Regions from separate parts of the Mus musculus genome. Here region 1 is linked to region 2. A link is a contact called in public Hi-C data. All regions are on one chromosome and are shown on one strand. The core of a region is the stretch at or near the end of the contact, and the rest is flanking DNA. Distances in the headings are between cores, read along the strand shown. Region 1 holds the start of Gfpt1 (glutamine fructose-6-phosphate transaminase 1). Region 2 overlaps Aak1 (AP2 associated kinase 1).

Region 1 (5,088 bases), core at 919-3,418, 170 kb before region 2:
AGGTACTTGCCTAGGTACATAACTCATCACTCCAACATAGTTTAACTAGCTGGGTGTGGTGGCAGAGTCCTGCCATCCCAGCCCTTGGGGGCAGAAGGAGGATCAGGAGTTCAAGGTTATTCCCAGCTACAGAGTGAGTTCAAAGCCAACCCAGGCTAGTGAGAGTCAGTCTCAAAGAAAGAGAGAAAACCGTTAACTACCAAACACAGCAAACTAGTAACTAACCAGCTTGAAAATTCACTACTCACAATTTGAAACTAATTTATGAATGTTTTGTAAAACCAATCTATTAAACAGTAAAAGTATAATTAATTATGAAGTCAACTCTAATCCAGTAATTCCATGATGTTTAGAATTCTAAAATCTAGAATCTCTAAGCTTAAGCCTGCTCTTCATTTTCAGAAGGCGAAACGATTAAACACAGGAAAACACACACTGAGGACAACCTACCCCTTCCCGAGTTCTTACAAGTGAAAGACTACAAAGAATGTTTCTCACACAGCTACAAGTCTTACAATACCTCTTTCTAAAATGTGTTCTTTCTTGGGAACCAGGCACAGTGGCTCATGCCTAGAATCTCAGCACTCACGAGGCTGAAGGAGAACTGGGATCTAGACCTGCTTGAGAGACAGCGTGGGACACTATTTCTAAGAAACAAACGCTCTTTAGTCTAGTGGTCATTGTCGGTTTTAAAAGGAAAGGTAAAAATATAACTTTTTAAATACTACTAATGGCTCATTCCCATTTTACAATATTATTAGTGGTATCATATATAATTCTCATGGTATCTTTTAGTAACACTTTTTGATAATGGGGGGCGGGGGTGAGGGGTAAGACAGAGTTTCTCTGTGTAACTGTGCTCCAGCTGTCTTGGAACCAGGTTGTACTCAAAATCACTGATTTCCACCTGCCTCTGTCTCCTGAGGGCTAGGATTAAAGGCGTTGTACCACCACCGCCCAGCTAAATAAGAAGCCTTAAAATATGGAATAAAAGAGCCTGTTTTTTTTAATGGTTGTAGTAAAGACATATGTTAAACAGGTGTACATGCATGATGTGGGATCTTTAGCCAGGACTACTACTCTCTCTTCCAACAAGATCAGCTCTGAGCCCATTTCATCAAGTTATTGATTTAGTAATGGTTCCTGTTGAGAGACTTAAGAGTGGCAGAAGTCATGTGGGGTATCACTGTCAGTGCGTTGGCTTGAGTTCTCGCAGGCCTGCCTAAAATAAAGTGACTAGAATTAAGTATTTTTAAGACTGCAAGATAAGTAAATTCAAGAAATGCTACCAGCCAGGAGTGGTCATTCATACTTATAATCACAACACTTGGAAGGCTGAGACAGGGCAATGTGAATTACAGGCCAACCTGGGCTACCAAGTGGGACCCAGTTACAAAGAGACAGAAAAAGGGGATTTGGGGGGTGTGGCTAAGGGAAAGAGTACTCACTCACTTGACAAGCTGCCTTTATGAGTTTAACCCCCAGTACCACACAGCATGTTCACAGGTCGCCTCACTCACCTGGTGGACCTTCCCCTAGGCATCCCTCCATACTTGGTCTCACTTTGAGCCTCACAGCTCTTCTAAGGTAGGTATTCATCTATCCTCTGAGCTCTATGCAAAGGTGCCCCTTGAACGCTCTGATACCCTCCCTGGCCCACCCCACCCCCAATCCTCTAGCCCCTTTAAGTAGCCTCTGACTCCTAGGGCCCCCACAATCTCCTCTGCCGGTCCCTCTTAAGCACACTAGCTCCGGCCGCCCCTTCAACACCGGAATCCCCATCTTAGAGTCCCTGCCTCACGGACAGCAGCCTTTCTCCCCAGAGACCCTTCTCCTTCCAGATCCCGGCTCCCCTCAGGACCCTCAATCTCCTCGGGATGCCCGCTCCACAAGCCCCCCTTCTCTTCAGGACCCCAGCCCCAAGGCCGCTCTGTTGACACGCGCTGTCCACCTCTGGCTTCACTGCGCGGGCCCTGCGGCCACCACACACCCCCATCGCTGCCCTTACCGCACATGATGTTGGTCACGGGCGAGGGCTGAGCTGTCGGGCGCGCGGAGAGCTTCAGAAGCGAGGGTGAGCTCGGGCCGGGGTGGTGGCAATGAGAGGACTCTGGGATGCGACAGCTCAGACCCGACAGTCCGACTCAGCGCTCGCTTCGCTCTCAACTGCCGCCCCGCCCCCCCCGGCCACGCGCGCCGCCGCGGCTCTCCCATTGGGCCGCGCCCGCGCCGCTCACGCGCAGGCATCGCCCGCCCAGCGCGCAGACGCAGAGCTGCGGGTAGCGACGTGGCAGGGGCTCGACCAGCATCCGCTTTAGGTTCCTGGAGCCGCCCGCTGAGGGCGAGCCGAGCCTCGGAGGAGGAGGAGGAAGGGAATGTTTACACAGCAGTTTGTGTGTTTCAAGGGGAACGGGAAGGAGGGAGACAGAGAGAAAAGCTGTAGGGCAGGAGGGAGAGCCTGGGACAGACGTGTCAGTGTGCAGAGCCACGGTGGCCGGAACTGCGCTGCTGGCGCAGAGGTGCGGGAGCCTGCAGGACGCCCTCGGGCAGCCATTCCGGTGACGACCTGAGCTGTAGGCAAGGTGCTCAGCGCCCCACTCCCTGCCTTCCTCACTGTTCTCTGCCTAAGGTACCACTAGTCAGTAGTCCCAGCACTGCGCCTGCGCTCAGGGAAGCTGTGGGCACGTTGTACTCGGGATCGCTCTTGTCGCGAATGAACTCTCCGTTGAGAAAAGAGGAGTTAGCGGGGCGTTCCCTTTCAGAAGGTTTAAATAATACCTTGGAGCAAAAGTAGCTGGTTATCAGCCCGCACTTGATAGCTCTAACGGAAATGAATGAGTAGGGCCCACAGAAGCACTCTCAGCCAGAATCCCCTTCCTACTGCTCCAGCATTCAAAACTGCACGCCAGGGTTATTCTACAGAGTCCCACATCACATCCTTGCCACTTTTAAGTGTGACATCTTTAGGTCTCCCCAAGATGGTTTTAACATCTCATCCTTTGATCTGTCTCATACAATAACAGACTTCTTTGGTTTTTTGTTTTTTGTTTTGTTTTTTGTTTGTTTGTTTGTTTTGAGACAGGGTTTCTCTGTGTAGCCCTGGCTGTCCTGGAACTCACTCTGTAGACCAGGCTGGCCTCGAACTCAGAAATCCGCCTGCCTCTGCCTCCCGAGTGCTGGGATTAAAGGCGTGCGCCACCACGCCCGGCTATAACAGACTTCTGTATTAAAGGTGGTTTTTTTCCTCTCCCCACTAAACTGTTAAGTTCCTTTATGATAGAGTGAGATTTTTTTGTTTGTTTGTTTGGTTGGCTTTTTTTTTTTTTAATAACCAACACTTGCCTAGTCATAGACCAGAGCAATACGTGGCAAATTAAAACTGTTCTGGTGGCTGGAAAGAGTGATAAAAGCCTTATAGGCTTGTCCTAAGCTCTTTGTATGTGCAAGGAAGCAAAGGCTTTTCAGTTTTTTTATCGCCTATCTCAAATAGAGGCTAGAAAAAGTAATCAAGGAAGTATTTCTCATCTAAAAGGCTCTTCATTATTCCAAGCCATTACACAGGTCCCTAGATTACGTTGGCAGAGCTAACACAGTGACATGTTCCTTAGAGGACCTCTTAGAGACCCTCCCCTGGAAGGCGACTTGAATGATACTGCACAAGAACCGAAGTGTGGTTCTGGTGCCTTGCCTCCCTTGTTTGCTGGCAGCAAACCTGTCGATGCCACAAAGGAAATGGCAGTAGTACCAGCAAAGTGTTTCAGCTACAGTACTTTGTTCAGCTGTGCCTACCGACTCACAGTTCCTTATCTTACCCATCTCCGTTCTGCTGCTGTCTGGGTAGGTGCTCAGCACCAGCTGAAAGGAAACTTTAAAGGCCAATGCTCTCCAGCCCAGCCTTGAACAAGCTCACTAAACCACCATACAAAGAATGCTTTGTAACCATGTGCCAGCTCAGACACTGCCCCTCCTCTGTGTAGAGCTCTGCCTTCTCTGGGCCTGTAAAAATAAACCCAGAGGAGAAAATAAATGCTGTGTGAAGGAAAGAGGCCATCTGAGCCTAATTTGAACATCTGAGAACACGGTTTTTTTGTTTTGTTTTGTTTTCTCCTAACCAGCAACACTGAACAAATTTAAGGAGGGAGAGTCTCTGTCTTAATTAGGGCTTCTATTGCTGCAACAAAACATGGTGACCAAAAGCAAGCTGGGGAGGAGAGGGTTTATTTGGCTTATACTTTCACACTGTAGTCAATCACTGAAGGAAGCCACACAGGAACTCATACAGGACAGGGGCCTGGAGTCAGAAGCTAATGCAGAGGCCATGGTGGGATGCTGCTTACTGTCTTGCTCTGCACGGCTTGCACAGTCTGTTTCTTATAGAACCCAGGACTATCATCCTGGGGATGGCACCACCCGCCATGAGCTGGGCCCGGGCCCTCTCCAATCAATCACTAAGTAAGAAAATGCCTTGCAGCTGGATCTTATGGAGACATTTTTCTCAAACGAGTCTCCCTCCTTTCAGGCAATTCTAGCTTGTGTCAAGTTGATATAAGGCTAGCCAGCTAGTCCTTGCTTTAAGACTTTTTGACCTTCCTCATCTCTGTGATTTTTGTTTCCTGTAAGTGTCACAGCTCTGAAAGTAAACTCTTCCCTTACAGAGGTATTACAGCTCTGCTCTGCCTGTGGGGGGAAGGCTCCCCCAACCCCAGTGGAACAGCTCTGATCCTTCAGTCAAAGTGTTTCAGTTCTGCTCCAGCAGGGGGAGGTTTCCCCCCAAAAAAGTGTTACAGCTCTGCTTAGAGAGGTCTCCTGGCATTCCAGAGCCAAGGATACCATACAGTCACACTGCACAACAAACTTCACACGAGAGATGTATGGGGTGCAGGGAAGGGCGGGGAGTGACCCAGGAGGGCAAGAAGCAGCAGAGAACTGAGCAGAAGAGAGGTTTATAGAGGATTGGGGGGATGGGGGGGGGATGGGGGGAGTGCGGGGGGGGGGGGGATTCCAGAGTGGCCAGGGGTTGATGGGATTCTGTTTCTTGGCCCTGGTCTTGGGGTCAAGTCTGGGTCAAGGTGTTTTTCTTTGTCCTTT
Region 2 (4,588 bases), core at 2,049-4,548:
AGGATATGCTAAGTTATATGTAAACACTATGCCACTTTTTTCAGACTTCTGCCCCAGTGGATTTGTGTCCACAGGGGTCCCACCCAAAATGTCAAGGGGTGATAAAGTTAAGAGAATTGGAAGAGGCAGCCTTTGATAGAGACTTCTGTGACAACTATTGTAATTTATGAACTGGAAAAGACCAAGCAGGATAGCATTTTGCTGCCAATGTCAAACCTTCCTTCCCCTTTATCTAGAAACCAAGCACAGAGATTCAGGAACAATAGTGTTCTATTGGTCCAAAACTCCTAAGGTAAAGGCTCCTTTAAGAGCTAGCTGATAACTAGTTCAGTGAGACAAGATATCTAAGAGCTCTACTGATCTGACCAGTAGGCCTGGAAAGTAAAAGTAAACAGAAACTTCTAACAATAAAGCACACGAGCTCGCACACACAAACACACAGAGCAGTAAATTAAAAAACTAGTGCTAAAAGTACTTTGACAGAAACTATGCAGAATCTCTTTGGGTGTGGGTGGGAAGGTGTGTGCACATGCATGCATGCTCTCATGGACTTCTCGTTGAACCTGGAGCTCATCAACTTGGCTGGACTGGCTGACCCACGAGACCATGACTCCTCTCTCTACCTCCTCCCTCCCGAGTGCTGGGAATTCAGGACACACCCCAGGCTTTTTACATGTCTTGAGTGCCCAAACTCAGGTCTTTATGCTTGTGTGGCAAACACTTTATCAATTCAGTCATCTTCCCAGTCCCCCAAAATCATCTTTTTTAAATAAGACCTTTTTTAAAGATTTATTTATTCATCTATTGTATATTAGTACACTATTGTGTCTTCAAATACACCACAAGTGGGCATCGGATCTCATTACCGATGGTTTAAGCCACCATGTGGTTGCTGGGAATTGTACTCAGGACCTCTGGAAAAGCAGTCAGTGCTCTTAACCACTGAGCCATCTCTCCAGCCACCCAAAATCTTTTCAAACTCAAACCCAAAGTACAGATAAACAAACAAGCAGGCCAGTGTGGTAAAACACATCTTTAATCCTAACCCTAAAGAGATAGAAGTAGGTAAGATCTCTTTGAGTTGGAGACCAGCCTGATCTATGTAGCCTGTTGCAGGCTAGCCAGAGCTCAGAGAAAAGAAAATATATATGCATACAAAATACCCAGCTGGGCAGTAATAGAGAATGCCTCTAATCCTAGCACTTAGGAGGCAGAGCCAGGCAGATCTCTGTGAGTTCAAAGCCAGCCTGGTCTACAGAGTGAGTTCCAAGACAGTCAGGGCTACACAGAGAAACCCTGTCTCCATAACAAAACAAAACAACAATAACAACAACAAAACCCTGATAGTTAACATAAATTATACAAGTATAAAATAAAAAAACTAATTGCTTCTAATAAACATGAAGTTATCAAATAAATACCACAAATGATATCTACATAACACTAAAAACAATTGAGGTCTGTAATTAGCCAAAAACTGAACCATCCGTATCTTCAGGTCTGCCCATGCACCAGCTCACAGGATCTATAGTAAACACCCTTAGACACCCCTCAGCATCTCAGAAAAGGGGATCACCTCTCACACCCCTCCACACCTCAGGACAGGAGTTCACCTCTTACACTCCTCAGCACAGGAAGTCACCCCAGCACAGGAAGTCATCTCTGACATGCTTCAGTACGTAGAACAGGAAGTTAGCTCTGACGTCACACCTCGAGCATGAGTGTTCCTTCCGTGCTCTCCTGGTCAATTCATCCGGCACCTCCTCCACCTCACATAGAAATCCCTGCTCCTCTGAGTTCCTGGCACCTAGTTTCTCTTGTGGGCGCGACACACTAATACATTCAAGTACGTCCCAATCTAAGCTACTATGAGACCGCCTCTTCCCTATCCAAACTTCTAGAAGAAACAGTCTACACAGGGTGATCCTGCTCCTTCCCCACCCTAGTCATTGCTGTATCTGCATCATTCTGAAACAGATTTGGGAAGGCTGACCCCATAGCAGCCCAATCGTGAGGACTTGTTCTGTGTGTCATCCAACCATTTAACATTTAGGGTCACATGTCTGTAACAACTGCCAGTGCTGACTTCCCCCATCTCTAACTCCGTCCTTCTGGGGAATCTCCTGATAAACTTATTTACTTAGTTAGTTTTTTCAGACAGGGTTTCTCTGTCTCCCTGGCTGTCCTGGTACTTGTTCTGTCGACCAGACTGACCTCAAACACAGAGATCCACCTGCCTCTGCCTTCCATTGCTGGAATGAGTCACCACAACTGGCTTCCTGCTAAACTTTAAATGCTATTCAACTCAGATTTCATGCTTGGCTCACTGCTCTTCTGAATCGCAACTAGTTTATGTTTTCAAACCATATCTCATGGAAGCTTCAAGCAAATCAATCCATGATGTTTCACTTCCTTAAACTGTCTTTACTAAAACTGATTTACTCAAAGCCTAAGCCCACTTCAATGAAGTAAAAAGTTATCAGGCTTGGTGGTGCATATCTTTAAACCAGCATTTGGGAGGCAGAAGTGGGTAGATTTCTGAACTTGAGGCCAACCTAGACTACATAGTGAGTTTCAGGCCAGCCAGGGCTGCATCATGAAACCTTGCACGAATGAGAAAAAGAAAAAAAGGGGTGCGAGTGTGTGTGTACCCTTCATCCTCTAAATGCAGGGCATTCCCGGGGGGGGGGAGGGGGACAAACAAGGAAGTATTTCCTATTTCTGCGTGTTGTGTTCTGCTGAGGATGAAGCATGGTGATAGAACGTAATATTCTGGTCCATGCTGGAATGCTCTGAAATCAGGTCTACAGTAGAGTCGGGTGGTAAGAGAAAAGACAATTTTAACAAGTATCAAAAAAAAAAAAAAAAAAAAAAAATCACAGGAAAAGTTCACCCCAGTCACCTTGAGAAACAATAAAGTAGAGCTGAGGCTGGCTGCACTGGCTTCAGTCCCAGCACGCAGGAAAACTGTGAGTACAAGATTGCTGTGGACAATGCATTGAGACCATGATCTAAAAACAACAACAAAACTCAGAAACACCATCGAAAGCAACACCATAAACCCCTGTGGATGTAGACTGTGAGGCTTAGGCTGGTAGGTAACAGGAAATAAGTGGCCAGACAACCCCCAACAGACTTCCAACTGATCATGACTGCAGAGCCTTGCTCTTTTCCCTTTGCTGCGTGTCACCTCAGCATGTCACCTAAATTAACTAGAGATTGGCATGGCTCCCCTCCCACACTATCCCGTCAAGGGCTGAGTAAGACTCAGAACGCTCACGGACACGCCTCTGTTTCTGTTACCACTCTGCTACCCAGCCCGCAGCGACAGCTTTCTAAATGCTCTTCCTTCAGTCAGACTGCTCCTCAGGCTCCCAGCTCTTCTAAGGTCACTGCTGCTCAACCCCACAACTCCACCAGAAAAGCTCAGAATGGCTTCTAGTGTTCTCAGACAGCCTCCAGACCCACAGCTCTCTGGAAACTAGGCCCTGCCTTTCCTGAGGCCTTTCCAATTGTTACTCTCAAAAAGATCATTTAGGGGGAAAAAAAAAGTTTGAATGTACGGAAATTTAAAATATCCACAAAAACACACCATTAGCAAATGTGAATAACAAAATAGAAAAAAAAAAAAAAAAACCAAACAACTTGCCATGCATATCACCAAGGATTGGTCCCTTTTTGTTTCATTTTGGGGTTTTTTGACATGGTTTCTGTGTGTAGTCCTGGCTGTCTGGAAACTACCAAGCTGGCCTTGAACTCACAGAGATCCACCTGCCTCTGCCTTGTGAGTGGCTACATAGCCAAGATATGCATCACCATGCTACCCAACAAGGATTAATGCCTTAAACATGGAAACAATGATGAGTATCCTAACAAGAATGTGAGCCAAGGAACATAAGAATTTCAACACAAGAAACAAATGAAAAGAAAAATAAGTATGGAAGGGAAAAGGAAGGAAATCCATCCAATCTTCTAACCATGGCAGACAAGACAGACGTCCTTACAGACCAACCTTCCTGGAGAAAGGCTTGTAGCTTGAATTGAAAACTAAAACGTGCCCATCTTTGGAGCCAGGAATTTAACATTCAGAAAGTTAGTGTAAGGAAGTAAGAAAACAAATGCCCAAAGCCTTTAAACAAACAAACAAACAAATTTCCTGGCCCAGTCATTAAGACACTCCTTGCCAAGCATCTTGCTTCCAAGACCAGAGTTCAAGCCCAACGACCTACAGAAAGGCAGCAGAGAATCCAGTCTCTTAAGTTGACTTTTGAATTCCACATATACTGTAGTATGTAAACACAAGCACACATGCACAAACAAACAATAAATAAATAATAAAATTGAAAAAATTCCTGCCGGGAGTAGAGGCACATACCTATATAATTAATCTCAGTGCTCTGGAAACTAGGGCAAAACAATGAGTTTAAGAAGTCTGCTTGTGGTTACATAGTTAAGACCCTATCTTTAAAAATAATAACAAAAATTAAAGAAAGTCCTAGAGCTGTTTTACAGTAACTATAAAGTAATCTAAATGTCTAAGACTAGAAGATCAGTTAAGTAAGTCGCAATTCAGTAAACAGCAGGCTCA

Evidence for each region. A called contact is a pair of places that touch in the nucleus more often than the background predicts.
Region 1: a contact with region 2 is called in a Hi-C map of CD8 T cells, with 1.6 times the contacts expected there. The contact joins the promoter of Gfpt1 here to the enhancer-like site in region 2. A contact is called at or near these places in 1 of 39 promoter capture datasets (erythroid cells), 4 of 484 Hi-C or Micro-C datasets (CD4 T cells, CD8 T cells, Th1 cells and 1 more), 2 of 115 datasets of contacts at active chromatin or transcription factors (extraembryonic endoderm stem cells and pancreatic cancer cells) and 3 of 9 other capture datasets (adipose tissue, liver and pancreatic islet).

The regions. Positions count from the first base shown.
Region 1 is chr6:87,039,926-87,045,013 of GRCm38.p6, reverse strand. It overlaps Gfpt1 (glutamine fructose-6-phosphate transaminase 1), which reads right to left and starts at 2,168. Exons shown (of 19, transcript NM_013528.3): 1 at 2,009-2,168. The coding sequence starts at 2,015.
Region 2 is chr6:86,869,076-86,873,663 of GRCm38.p6, reverse strand. All of the region lies in intron 1 of Aak1 (AP2 associated kinase 1), which reads right to left. Among named protein-coding and RNA genes, the nearest start is that of Aak1, 22 kb to the right of the region's middle. Within about 2 kb of position 3,298, at least 38 of the 459 cell types and tissues checked have an H3K27ac peak or open chromatin away from gene starts, as enhancers often do. A contact at or near this core is called in CD8 T cells, Th1 cells and adipose tissue, where this site is marked.